Linked DNA regions of Mus musculus: all the other regions are linked to region 3. The links are chromatin contacts, called in public HiChIP or PLAC-seq maps. All regions are on one chromosome and are shown on one strand. Each heading gives the region's core, a stretch centred on a gene start, on an enhancer-like site or on the middle of the called end of the contact. The rest is flanking DNA. Distances are from core to core; before and after follow the strand shown. Region 1 has its middle 17 kb from the start of Gm36481. Region 2 holds the start of Mn1 (meningioma 1). Region 3 overlaps Gm36274 (a long non-coding RNA gene).

Region 1 (4,110 bases), core at 875-3,374, 170 kb after region 3:
ACCCATAGAGAAAGCAGGCGAAGGCTAGAGCCCAAGCAGATCAAGAATAGGAAAGGCTCAGAGGGTCTGAGCTCAGAGCATACCTAAGCTTAGGCTTGACCCCAGGACAAAGAGATGCACCAGACATGAAGCTGCAAACAGAGGGCTTACAGATAAAGGGGAAATGCTTCAGAGATGCAAGCTAGCCCATGAGCTGAGGATGGAGCCTAGGAAGCATGGGGTGAGGCATGGGGTGGGGTGGCTCTTTCAAGACCCTCACACACTACCTGCCCCTCTCCAGCTTGGAGCAAGAGCTTTCTTGAGCATGCTGTATTCCTTCCATGAACCCCTTGTGGGGAAGGGCTTCCAGGCATATCTGCAAAGGTTTCCTTCACGGTTAATCTTGGTGTGTTGTCACCTGTCCTGAACGAAGGGGCATATACAAGTGTTTAGAACCAGGGACCCAGATCAAATGACCTGCCTGCCTGTCAGTTTCTCTTAACAAATGTCTTTTTAAGAAGCAAAATGTTGAGCTGGGCGTGGTGGCACATGCCTTTAATCCCAGCCCTCGGGAGGCAGGTGGATTTCTGAGTTCGAGGCCAGCCTGGTCTACAAAGTGAGTTCCAGGACAGCCAGGGCTACACAGAGAAAACCTTGTCTCAAAAAACCAAAAAACAAAAAAAGAAGAAGCAAAATGTCTTTTCAGCAACCCAGCATGTTGTTGGGTTTCTTATTCATGTACTTCTTGCACTTTTGATTTTGTTTAAGAAGTCTGCCTCAATCTCGAGCTCTCTGAGAATCTTCTGTTTTCTTTAGGAGATTTGTATTCCTTGGGGTTGGGAGCGGCACCTCTTGTATTCAGCTCTGTCACCTGTGGTCATCGAGGAGCCAGACCACAGGTGGGTGTGTAGACACTGAGGGAGATGGGCAGCTCCCCTCACACAGGGCCATGGCAGTGAGTTCCAGTGAACCAAATATATCCCCTTTGCTCTCCTGCTCCTCCACAGAGATCATCAAGACCACCTTTGAGATGATCACCATTTTGAATTGCATAGAACAAGAAATAACCCATAGATTCTATCAAGATTTATAACCACCTCTTCCCTAACAGAGAAGGGAAAGGAAGGGGAGAGTGGTTAAGGTTGTGGGAGGGAGAACAGAACAGAGGACCCAATAGAAAACACGCAAACCATTAAACAAACAGACGCTTTAACAGGGAAGCCACACAAACAGGGAAAGCCATTAAATTAAAGTGAGGAATGTCCTAAGCTTTCAGGGAAGTGCTGATGGAGTACAGCAAGCTCCCACTGTGCGTTCTCTGGCATGGGTTCCCACTGTGTGTCCTCTGGCATAGGTTCCCACTGTGTGCCCCCTGGAGTGGCTAAAGCCAATAAACCTGACAGCACCAAATGTTGGCAAAGAAAACAGAGCAACCGGAACACAGCCGATAGATAGGAAAACTGGCAAAAGTAGTCATTTGTTAGAACCGAAGCAGAAATGTTTGGACCCTGAGTGATCCCCAGGGCTCATTCTTGGTATTCACCAAGAATGTGGGGAAGCCCCCACAGTCCCCAAATACATACAGCAGTACCCTGTGTCCAGTGTCCCCAGACTAAAGCAACCCTACTCACTGGAGAGTGGAGATGTCAAGAATGGCAGGTATTCCCGGTGAAATCAGTCATGTGGATGGATATACAAATGAGCATGTTTCTATAACAAGGGGGCCAACAATGGCACAGGAGTCTAAGGGAAAGAGTCAGAGCTTTGCCATCCAGTGGAAGACAAGCCCGTGGAAGTTTAGCCACAAGACATGGGATCCTTCCTAGGGTGCCGGTCATTTGTATTCATTTATGGGGGTGCTGGATGCACCGATGCTTCTACTATACAAAGAGGTGCCAGGCTGCTCACTCATAAAGGGCTCCTTTTCTCTCTGGCCAACAGAAGAAACACACAACAGAAAAAGAACCCCAACATTTAAATCCAAAAAAAAAAAAAAAAAAACTTGCTCGGCCTGGTTAAGGCTCAGAGTAATTGTCCCAGCTGCCACCCTGGGCCCTGTGCCCGCTGGGCCCTGCTGCCCCTTGCAGCTCCTCTGAGGAGCCTGCAGCCCTGAGAAGAAATCTCTTCCCCTTTCTCATTCTTCCCGTTCCCTTGGCCTGGGGCTATTGTACATATGCAAATGTGGAGATGCTAGCTGCCTAGGCAAACCCAGCTATTTATAGCCAGATAGCTGGCACACTCACAGCTCTACAGACTAGAAAGCCGAAGCACTCACACAGACACATGCACGCACGCACGCACATGCATGCATGCACGCACGCACGCACACTACACACAGTATATTTTTTCTTTCCCCAGGATATAAATTTCCCGTCCCATTGCAGTCTGGGCCGTCGCATGCAACATTGATTGTCTGTTATATTACATTTATTAAGAAGTGATAACTTGTAATAATTGGATGTTAAATTAAAGAACTCTCTCCTAGTTATTGCCGTCTCAATTATAACTGTCGCTGGCTGGCAGTTATAATGATATATGAGGGTTGTATTTTATGCAGCCGACCGTGACCTGGTGAGTAATATTCCCCCAGCTCTGAGGGCGTTCATGCACTCCTTCGCTCCTAATGCCTTGCTCGGGTGCTCATTGGAATATTAAGCGACTGCAAGGCTGAGGTGTCGAAATCCGTGCAGCCAGCCTGGCAACTAACAGCCCCTCCGGCACCCGGGTTCCTCCCGCCTTCCCTCCTGGGCCAGGGCCAGCTCATTTGGGCTTTGTTTTATGGTTATAGGAATCCAGTTTGTTTGGGAAGTTATAGTGGGTGAAGAGTGTGCTTTCTGTTTCCTTGAAGATGAAGAGTCTGCAGTGAGCTCCCGGGTGCAGCCCCGAGGAGGAGCAGGTTGGCCAGGCAGCACCTGGGCAGTGGGGTGAGGGGACTTGTGGAGGGTCTGGCTGTATCTATGCAGCCTTGGCAAGTCGGAGGCTCTGGGAGCTGAAGGCTATTTGAGGCTCTGAATGAGTCTGTTGCTCAGGGCTGCAGACCTCACATGATGAAAAGGACTGACTGCCAGGGGCCCGCGCGATTGTGTCCAGACCTCGAGGAGATGGCATTCGCTAAGGTTAGACAGGAGGTTGATCTGGGCACTCATATCCTCACTTCCTTGTCTCCTCTGCCCCGTTCATTTGAGCCAACAGAGGCCACTTTGTTGGAATTGGCCACACGACAACCAAGGGGGACTCTGGGAGGCTCCTAGGTCCCCCAGTCCTCAGGTCACATCCGTCAGCCGTCATTCTGCATTTGTGTCTTAAGGCTTTATAAGGAAATTCCTCAGCACAGGCAGGAATGTGTTTCCCGAATTTCTGGAACTCAAGGTTTAAAGGTGTGGATGGACCTTGCTCTCCTGAGACTTCTAAGGAGGGTGTCCTGGACTCTGTCATTTCTGGCAACACAAGTGTCTCTTGCCTGTTGGCCCAAGCTGCCTTTTCCTCTAATGACATCCACAAAGACCCTTTTTCTAAATAAAATCATATCCTCAGGTTCCCCAGCTGCTAGGTGTCTGGGGCTGGGGCTGGGGCTGGGGCTGGGACTGGGGCTGGGGCTGGGGCTGGGGCTGGGGCTGGGGCTGGGGCTGGGGCTGGGGCTGGGGCTGGGGCTGGGCTGGGGCTGGGGCTGGGGCTGGGGCTGGGGCTGGGGCTGGGCTGGGGCTGGGGCTGGGGCTGGGGCTGGGGCTGGGGCTGGGGCTGGGGCTGGGCCTGGGGCTGGGGTAGTCTTCATCCCACTAGAAGACCTTTGCTTCCCAAGGCCAAATGGGCAGGGAAGAGATCATTACTTGAGTCCCATTAGCTAGTCGTTTAGTAAGTGTCTATAAATATCCTCTGTCAGTGACAAACCAGACTCAGGCCCCACCATGTGTGCCCTGTGTCCCGAAAGACCTCATTCCATGGTAGAGAAACTGAAGCAGACAACAGGCACGTCTAGGAACCCCACCATTATTCTAAGCACACTCCCACTCCAGTCTACAAGATGCCAGCCCTGGTTTGGGACTTGGTTTTGTAAAACTTCCCTCTTGACACCACACTGGAGTCTCCCTGGGTTTGAGTCTTGGAGGTCCTAAGTTAGCTGGCCAGTCACAT
Region 2 (4,051 bases), core at 123-2,622, 140 kb before region 3:
ATTATAACGTTTATTTCATTTCAGATTTCATGCGTAATTTAGCAAACGCTAGACAGACTTGGGCGATAAACACTTTCTTTTGTGGGGGGGGGGAAGGCATTTTTATACACCGTGCTTAATTTTATTTAGATTTAATAGCGATATCGGGGGCACTTCAACGAAAGTTTTTTTTTTTTCTTTTCCCCTCTTCTTTTAAGAATCCTGGCTTGCCAGCAAAATTGTCTCGCTTTATTTCATGACAAGGAAAATTAAAAGCCTTTCCGCCCCTCCTCCCCTACTTACACTTTGAGAGGAAAACTCGCACACGCATGCTGGCGCTTGGGTGCGCGCGCGTCCACAGAATAAACACCTCCACCTCCTATCACCTCCAACTTCTAACTTTTAATTGCAAGATAGATTTCAGCCTCTACTCCGTGAGGAGTAGAAAGATCTAAACAATTTTAAGTAAGATTATTGGGATAAATATTCCATATGAAATAGGGTAGGTATTAAATCACTCTTATTGATTTTAGTATCACAATCCAATTCCGTTCTTTGACCTCTTCAGTTTAATTGATCTTTTAAGGAGGCCAACTTCGCGCCCTTCAGGGCCTGGGCCTGCCTGCTTGTGGCCGCAGCAAGGTGTCGCCCCCACCCCCGCCCCCACCCCGTGCGCCCTTTGCGCGTCGCTCTCCTCAGGGTTTCGCATTGTCTCGCCTCGTCGCTCCCGCGCCGGGCTCACCCGAAGTGGCTCCACAAAGCGGCCGAGGGTGCGTGGCTTCTTCCCGGTGGAGCCAGCGGCAGAGAACCGGAAGCCGCGGACGGTGGGAGACTAGGGAAGGAGCGAGCCAGTCTCTGGTCGCAGAGACAACCTTACTTCGTGTTTCCCCTCGGCGATCACCTCGTGAACTTGCCAGGGCCGGCTCCCTGGGGCGCTGCCCCGGGCTGCAGCACAGGCGACACTTAGCGACTTTCCCTGGCGCGTCCGGGGACTCTGCCAGGCTACCCCATTGTCTGTGCGCCCCGCACAGCTCACCGCCCACCTCCCCGCCCCCTGCCCACCCCGCAGGTCGCGCTGGCTCCGGTTGGGGGTGGGGAGTTGAGAACAGCGTGAATGGGAAGGGGGCGGACAAAGCCTGGCTCCCGCCGTCGTCCTAGGCTCGCGCCCTCCCCAGCCGGGGGCACCTGGGGCGCACCCCCAACGCCGTAGCGCCGGACCCGGAGTAGCGCGGGTTGGTGGCCGGGCCTGCGCAGCCGGGACCCGGGACCACCTTAAGAGCGAGCCCCGCCCCCGAGCCCGCTCGGGCGGCGCTGATTGGTGCAGAGGTAATGGCTGGAATGGATTGCTGAAACGCAAAACTTGTTGCTGCTTCTCCCGGCGCCGGCGAGAGGCAGACGCGGAGCGGAATCCCGGACCTCGCAGCGCCTCGCCCGCCCCGCGCGCCCTGCTCGCCCGCGCGGCCCATTCCCGGGTCCGAGGGGACCCGTGGAGTGCGGAGGCGGGAACCACAGCTTCGGAACCGCCGGCCCCACGCCTCCCCTCCCGCGCGCGGCCCGAGACTCCCGCGAACTCGCGCGGCGACCGGCGATCGAGCCCGAGCCGCGGAGCCGCGGAGCCGCGCGTCTCCCGCAGCCTGCGTTCCCGCTCCGGCGCCCGCGTCTACTGCTGTGAATCCAGCACCGGCGATGAGGAGCGGAGCAGCCCGTCTTCCGAGCCGCTGAGGCTTTCGCCGCCGATCGCCCGCGGCCGACCGGAGGTGCGGGAGCCGGTGCGGCCCGGGAGCGGGGACTCGGGGCAGGGGAAGGACCAAGGGGCTCCGCTACGGCCCCAGCCGCCGCGCCGCGGACTCCAGAGGTGATCATTCTGCTCTTCCGTCCCCTTCCCTCCCCCCTATCTAACTTTTTGTCTCAGCTCGTCGGCCTCCAGGTCTCCTCTCCGCATACCCACCCGCGACCGTGCCATCGACCCGGGGCATGGGCCCCCCGACAAGGCTCCAGGAGGCGCCGCGGCCTCGCAAGACGTGAGAGGCCCGCTTGGGTCGATTTCGAGGTTCCGAAGAGCAGCGGAGAGAGCTCCTAGCCAGCGCCCGCGCGCTGGGCCGGGCGGCAGTGAGCGCTGCGCCCCGCGGTGCAGAACGTCCCGGAGCGCCGGAACCTCGGCTGAGGCGAGTACCTGGCCGGAGGCGCGCGGCGGAGCAGGCTGTCATGCCCTATTGATCCCCTCCCGCCCCCCCCCCGCCCCCCCCGCCCCCGCCAAGTATGTTTGGGCTGGACCAATTCGAGCCCCAGATCAACAGCCGGCACGCTGGTCAGGGCGAGGGGAACTTTAACGAAGCCGGACTGAGCATGAACGCCCACTTTAAGGCTCCTGCCTTCCACGCCGGGCCTCCTACTGGCCCCGTGGACCCTGCAATAAGCGCTCTGGGCGAACCCCCGATCTTGGGCTTGAACATGGAGCCCTACGGCTTTCATGCGCGCAGCCACTCCGAGCTGCACGCAGGGGGGCTGCAGGCGCAGCCTGTGCATGGCTTCTTCGGCGGTCAGCAGCCTCACCACAGCCATCCCGGAGGCCATCACCCGCACCAGCATCACCCCCACTTTGGGGGCAACTTCGGTGGTCCGGATCCAGGTGCCTCATGTCTGCACGGGGGCCGGCTGCTTGGCTACGGAGGTGCAGCGGGCGGCCTGGGCAGCCAGCCTCCCTTCGCAGAGAGTTATGAGCACATGGCGGAGAGCCAGGGGCCGGAGGGCTTCGGCCCGCAGCGGCCAGGAAACCTCCCGGACTTCCATAGTTCGGGCACCTCGGGCCACGCCGTGCCTGCCCCGTGCCTGCCTCTGGACCAGAGCCCTAACCGGGCTGCCTCTTTTCACGGCCTGTCCGCCTCTAGCGGCTCGGATTCTCACAGCCTGGAGCCCCGGAGGGTGACGAACCAAGGAGCCGTAGATTCCCTGGAATACAATTACCCGAGCGAGCCGCCCTCAGGACATTTTGACATGTTTTCACCCTCTGACTCTGAAGGGCAGCTGCCACATTATGCTGCGGGTCGCCAGGTTCCCGGGGGCGCTTTCCCGGGTGCTTCTGCCATGCCTAGAGCCTCAGGCATGGTGGGTTTGTCCAAAATGCACAGCCAGCCACCCCAGCCGCCTCCACAACAGCAGCAACCGCAGCACGGAGTGTTCTTCGAGAGGTTTGGCGGGGCCCGAAAGATGCCTGTGGGTCTGGAGCCTGCAGTGGGCTCCAGGCACCCGCTAATGCAGCCTCCCCAGCAGGCCCCACCACCCCCGCAGCAGCCGCCCCCGCAGCAGCAGCCGCCGCCACCGGGACTTCTGGTTCGACAGAATTCTTGCCCTCCTGCGCTCCCGCGGCCCCAGCAGGGTGAGGCTGGCACACCCAGTGGCGGCCTGCAGGACGGGGGCCCCATGCTGCCCAGTCAACATGCTCAGTTCGAGTATCCCATCCATCGGCTAGAGAACCGGAGCATGCACCCATATTCTGAGCCTGTCTTCAGCATGCAGCATCCCCCTCCTCAGCAGGCGCCCAACCAGAGGCTGCAGCATTTCGATGCGCCCCCTTACATGAACGTGGCCAAGAGGCCGCGTTTTGACTTTCCGGGCAGCGCAGGCGTGGACCGCTGCGCCTCGTGGAATGGCAGCATGCATAACGGTACCCTAGACAACCAACTCTCTCCCTCTGCCTACCCAGGCCTCCCAGGCGAGTTCACACCGCCTGTGCCGGACAGCTTTTCCTCGGGACCACCCTTGCAGCACCCGGGGCCGGACCACCAGTCCCTGCAGCAGCAGCAGCAGCAGCAACAACAGCAGCAGCAGCAGCAACAACAACAGCAGCAACAGCAGCAGCAGCAACAGCAACGCCAGAATGCGGCCCTCATGATTAAACAGATGGCGTCCCGGAACCAGCAGCAGCGGTTGCGACAGCCCAACCTGGCCCAGCTAGGCCATCCTGGGGACGTGGGCCAGGGCGGCCTGGTCCACGGAGGTTCCGTGGGCGGCTTGGCCCAGACGAACTTTGAGCGCGAAGGGGGCAGCGCAGGTGCCGGGCGCCTGAGTGGCT
Region 3 (3,664 bases), core at 37-2,536:
CTGAGTCTTCAGCTCTAACAAACCTTTGGAACTTAAGTGCTCCCCAGCCCCCCCACACAGAACCTGTAAAAGGCAGAACGATGCTACCCTGGGATGGACACCAGAGGGCATCCAACCTCAGGAAAGCCAGTCTGCCCAGCTGCTGTGTGATCTTTGGCCGAATGCATACCCTCTCTGGGCTTTTTGGGAGATCTGGGCAAGATGCCAGCACGAATTCTTGCTCTGGGTTGATTCTGAGAGTCCATTGTTGTCTGGGTTGGTGAATTTATCTTGTGAAGATCCCGATTAAGAGTCTGTCCGCCTCAGTTCCTGTCTTTCTAGAGTTTTCTCAAGTGTTCACTGAGAGAATTGTTCACGATGCCGCACAGAATGAGCTGAGGTTCTGAGGGGACCCTTTGCTTAAACCGGGCCCTCAGGGCTCTCGGGTATGAACACTGTTTCCTGTCAGCTTGAGGGAAGTCCATGAGAAAAAGATAAAAGATGCTACGCTGGTGCAGGCCCTCAGCACTGCTGCCATCACCAGGGTAGAGCCTAGCTCCCCCTCCCCTCCCCCACCCCACGCCCTCCCTTCCGGTTTCTCTCCCTTCCTCCCTCATAGTCATCCTCTCCCTTGGTCAGTCCTTCATCAAGTTATTTGTTCACTCAACAAACACGGTTGGGAGTTTGCAGTTCCACTTCAAACAGAGAAGTCGGTCAACTAAGACGTGGCATGTCAGCCTAGTTTCAGTAGCTGTGCCACAGCAGCAGGCTCCATAAGCTCCCTTGTCCTCCTTGGACCCCATTTCCTCTAATAGCACAGGGAGATGGGGCTTGTGGGGCACGGGAAGGCTTGCTGCCTTGTAAGATGTTTTGGCTGTTATTTTGGTGGGGAGATCAGGCCTCGTGTGCAGAGATGGGGACTCTCTGGGTAGTCTCTGGAGCGGCCCCCTTGGCCCCTGTGAACGGGGAGCTGCAGGGGTGCAGACTCTGAGAAGCAATCCGTGAAATCTGGGCGCACGCGGAGCCACAGAGCAAGGGCTGGGTGGATGCAGAGGGGCCTTTGATGGGCTTTTGGGCTGCGTAATTAACTGTAACCGAAATATTATTTGATCTTTTATGTGGAAAATCAAATTGTGTTGTGTCAGACGGGCATAAATACACCACGGTTTGCGCTGCTGGGCCCTCCCCGCCGGCGGCCCCCCCGCCCCTCAGCCATGGAAACACAATTCTCGCCTTTTAAACTCGCCTTTGTCTGGCCCTGAAAGGCTACATTGTCCAGAGGAAGAGCGGGCAGGGTTGGGGCCCAGAATGGGGCTGCAGAGGGGTCCAGCCCCAGACAGGGCTGCTGGGGCTCAGCCTCTGTAGCGTCTCTCCCTGGTCTGGGCAACCTTGGGCAAAGAGCCTCATTTTTTCCCCCTGGGTCCTGAGGCCCGAGCCGCCCCCCCAGCCCCCCCAGCCCCCCCCCCCCCCCGTCCTCCTTGCAGAAAGCCATTATGGGGGCAGCCCCAGCTCTGAAAGCAGTTTGACATGCTGGCTGCTACTTTTACACACGTGATGAAGCTCAGCAGGTGACCTGGGTATTGTAGGTCACTCCTCCCTGGAAGCTAGGGAAGGAGAGGAAGGTAGGGGAAAAGGGAGGAGAGGGAGGAGGGGGTACAGCCTAGGATCTGGAACAAGGGTGGGCTCAAGTTACATCAGGGTTACTTAGCAGCTTGATGGCCTCTCTGGGCCTCAGTTTCCCCATATGTAGGGTGAAGGCATCCTCTAACACACAGTAATCTTGCTTCTTCAGCCTTCATAGGGCTGTACCTTGCCTGGGTTTTAGTGAAACATTTGCAGTGCTGGAGATGGATGCAGAGACCTCAGCCTGGTGAAACAGGCACTGTGTCCTGTTCTAGTCCTGTGGGGACCTTGCTGGCTCGGCAGAACTTACTTTTCTAGAGATTTCTGGCCCCTCCTCTGTTTTCTCCTGTGTCCTGTCTCAGCAGCTCTATATTCCCTGTGAGGAGCCCAGTAAGCTCTCAGATGTAGCTTCTCAGAGGCTGGAACAGCACCAGGCACAGAATGCGCAGCCTGGAGTTGGAGCCGCATTTGCACCCAGAGCAGTCTGGCTCCAAGACCCAGGTTCTTCTTCAACCCCAAGACAGAGGTCTCATTCCTCCCCCCACCCCACCCACTACAGGAAAAACTGGGACCAGGCTGGAGGAATCTGAGATGGCCTAGTGAAAACACCGTGAGTTGGAGCCAGGCCAAACCAAACATCCTGGAATTAAAAAAATAAACATGGGAGAAAGAGAGCGAGAGCAAGCGAGAGCGAGTGAGCGAGAGAGAGAAAGAGAGAGAGAGAGAGAGAGAGAGAGAGACTGGGGAGGGAGGGAGAGGGTGATTGTCTGAACCTGTAACTCTGACTTCAGTAGTAGAGGGGCCTTCTCTCTGTTGGGGGTGCTAGGCTTACAGATCTCAAAGAGACCAGAGACCGTACTTCAGGAAAAAATGGAGGCGTGGGGGGGCACCTTAGGAAACTGAGCCTAGCTCACACCCATCTCCAAAAGCTCAGCACTAACTAGTACTAGCTGGATATGGTGGGGTGGGAACTCCATGTACCTAGTACCTTCCCTGTGCACTCAAGGAGGTCTTCAGTGCAGGCAGCTCTCCTGGGCTCTTGTCTGACCCCACAGCACCGAGGTGGGAATCTGGATTTTATGTGTCTATGGAATTCTTCTAAAAGTTTGTTGGGGGGGGGCTGGAGAGATGTCTCAGCAGTTAAGAGTGCTTGTAGAATACCTGTCCCCAGCATCTATCTGCATGACCGCTCACAACCCTCTATAATTCCAGTTCCGAGGGACCCGATGCCCTCTTCTGGCCTCCGTAGGCACCAGCCACACACATGGTACACACATGTACTTGCAGGCAAAATGCTCATACACACAAGATAAAAATAAACGAACCTAAAAATAACATTTTAAACTTTTAAGATAAAGGTTCTTTGGGGAGGGGGGGGGTTGTCAAGATGGTTCATCTGCGGTCAGGCTTAAGAGAACTCCCAAAAGTTGTCCCCTGATTTCCACAGGCGGACCCGTGAAATGAGTGTTCCTGTGGGTATGCTCATGCAAAAACACACATACACACTAAATGAATTAACCATGTTTTAATATATTACTTGGGCTGGAGAGATGGTTCAGTGGTTAAGAGCACTGGCTGCTCTTCCAGAGGACCAGGGTTTGATTCCCAGCAACCACATGGTGTCTCACATCCATCTGCAACTCCAGTTCCAGGGGATCCAACACTCTCTTCTGACCTCTACAGGTACTAGGCACACATGTGGTGCACAGCCATGCATGCATGCCCAACACCTGTATGTGCAAAATAAAAATAAAAGCTTTAGAAAAGAATCCTTTGGATTCCAAAGGAAATTGAATCGTTTCTAACCCCCTAAGAGAATGGGGCTTCTGAGAGGGGATGAGTCAGCTTAGTACAGAGAGAAACTGAGGCACCAGGAGGAAGCTGAGGTTCCGGGGGATCAGGCCCCTCAAGGACACAAGAGCTAAAGCCCACAAGGCTCACAGTGTGACAGGGTGCTGAGTCCCCCCAAAAAGCCCAGGGTCACCTGGCAGCTCAAAGTTGGCCTGGGGCTGCCTGCCATTAGATGATATCCTCAGGGACCGGGCATCCTCAGATTAGCTTC

The links. HiChIP or PLAC-seq counts read pairs in DNA pulled down with a chosen protein or histone mark.
Region 1: a contact with region 3 is called in an H3K4me3 HiChIP or PLAC-seq map of embryonic basal ganglia, with 2.4 times the contacts expected there. The contact joins two enhancer-like sites. A contact is called at or near these places in 2 of 484 Hi-C or Micro-C datasets (embryonic stem cells and trophoblast stem cells) and 2 of 115 datasets of contacts at active chromatin or transcription factors (double positive thymocytes and embryonic basal ganglia).
Region 2: an H3K4me3 HiChIP or PLAC-seq map of embryonic forebrain shows a contact between it and region 3, with 4 times the contacts expected there. The contact joins the promoter of Mn1 here to the enhancer-like site in region 3. A contact is called at or near these places in 3 of 39 promoter capture datasets (hippocampal neurons and liver), 1 of 15 datasets of contacts at CTCF or cohesin (large pre-B cells), 11 of 484 Hi-C or Micro-C datasets (DN3 thymocytes, MC3T3-E1-derived osteoblasts, embryonic stem cells and 7 more), 20 of 115 datasets of contacts at active chromatin or transcription factors (the SCID.adh cell line, SST interneurons, VIP interneurons and 13 more) and 3 of 9 other capture datasets (adipose tissue, embryonic stem cells and pancreatic islet).

Annotation. Positions count from the first base shown.
Region 1 is chr5:111,722,762-111,726,871 of GRCm38.p6, forward strand. No RefSeq gene overlaps it. Among named protein-coding and RNA genes, the nearest start is that of Gm36481, 17 kb to the left of the region's middle. Within about 2 kb of position 2,125, at least 65 of the 459 cell types and tissues checked have an H3K27ac peak or open chromatin away from gene starts, as enhancers often do. A contact at or near this core is called in embryonic basal ganglia, where this site is marked.
Region 2 is chr5:111,415,928-111,419,978 of GRCm38.p6, forward strand. Mn1 (meningioma 1) reads left to right here and starts at 1,373. Exons shown (of 3, transcript NM_001081235.2): 1 at 1,373-1,736; 2 at 1,892-4,051. The coding sequence starts at 2,239.
Region 3 is chr5:111,553,950-111,557,613 of GRCm38.p6, forward strand. It overlaps Gm36274 (a long non-coding RNA gene), which reads right to left. Exons shown (of 3, transcript XR_880576.2): 2 at 3,587-3,664; 3 at 3,271-3,332. Among named protein-coding and RNA genes, the nearest start is that of Gm36274, 6.2 kb to the right of the region's middle. Within about 2 kb of position 1,287, at least 79 of the 459 cell types and tissues checked have an H3K27ac peak or open chromatin away from gene starts, as enhancers often do. A contact at or near this core is called in the SCID.adh cell line, craniofacial prominence, embryonic basal ganglia and 3 more, where this site is marked.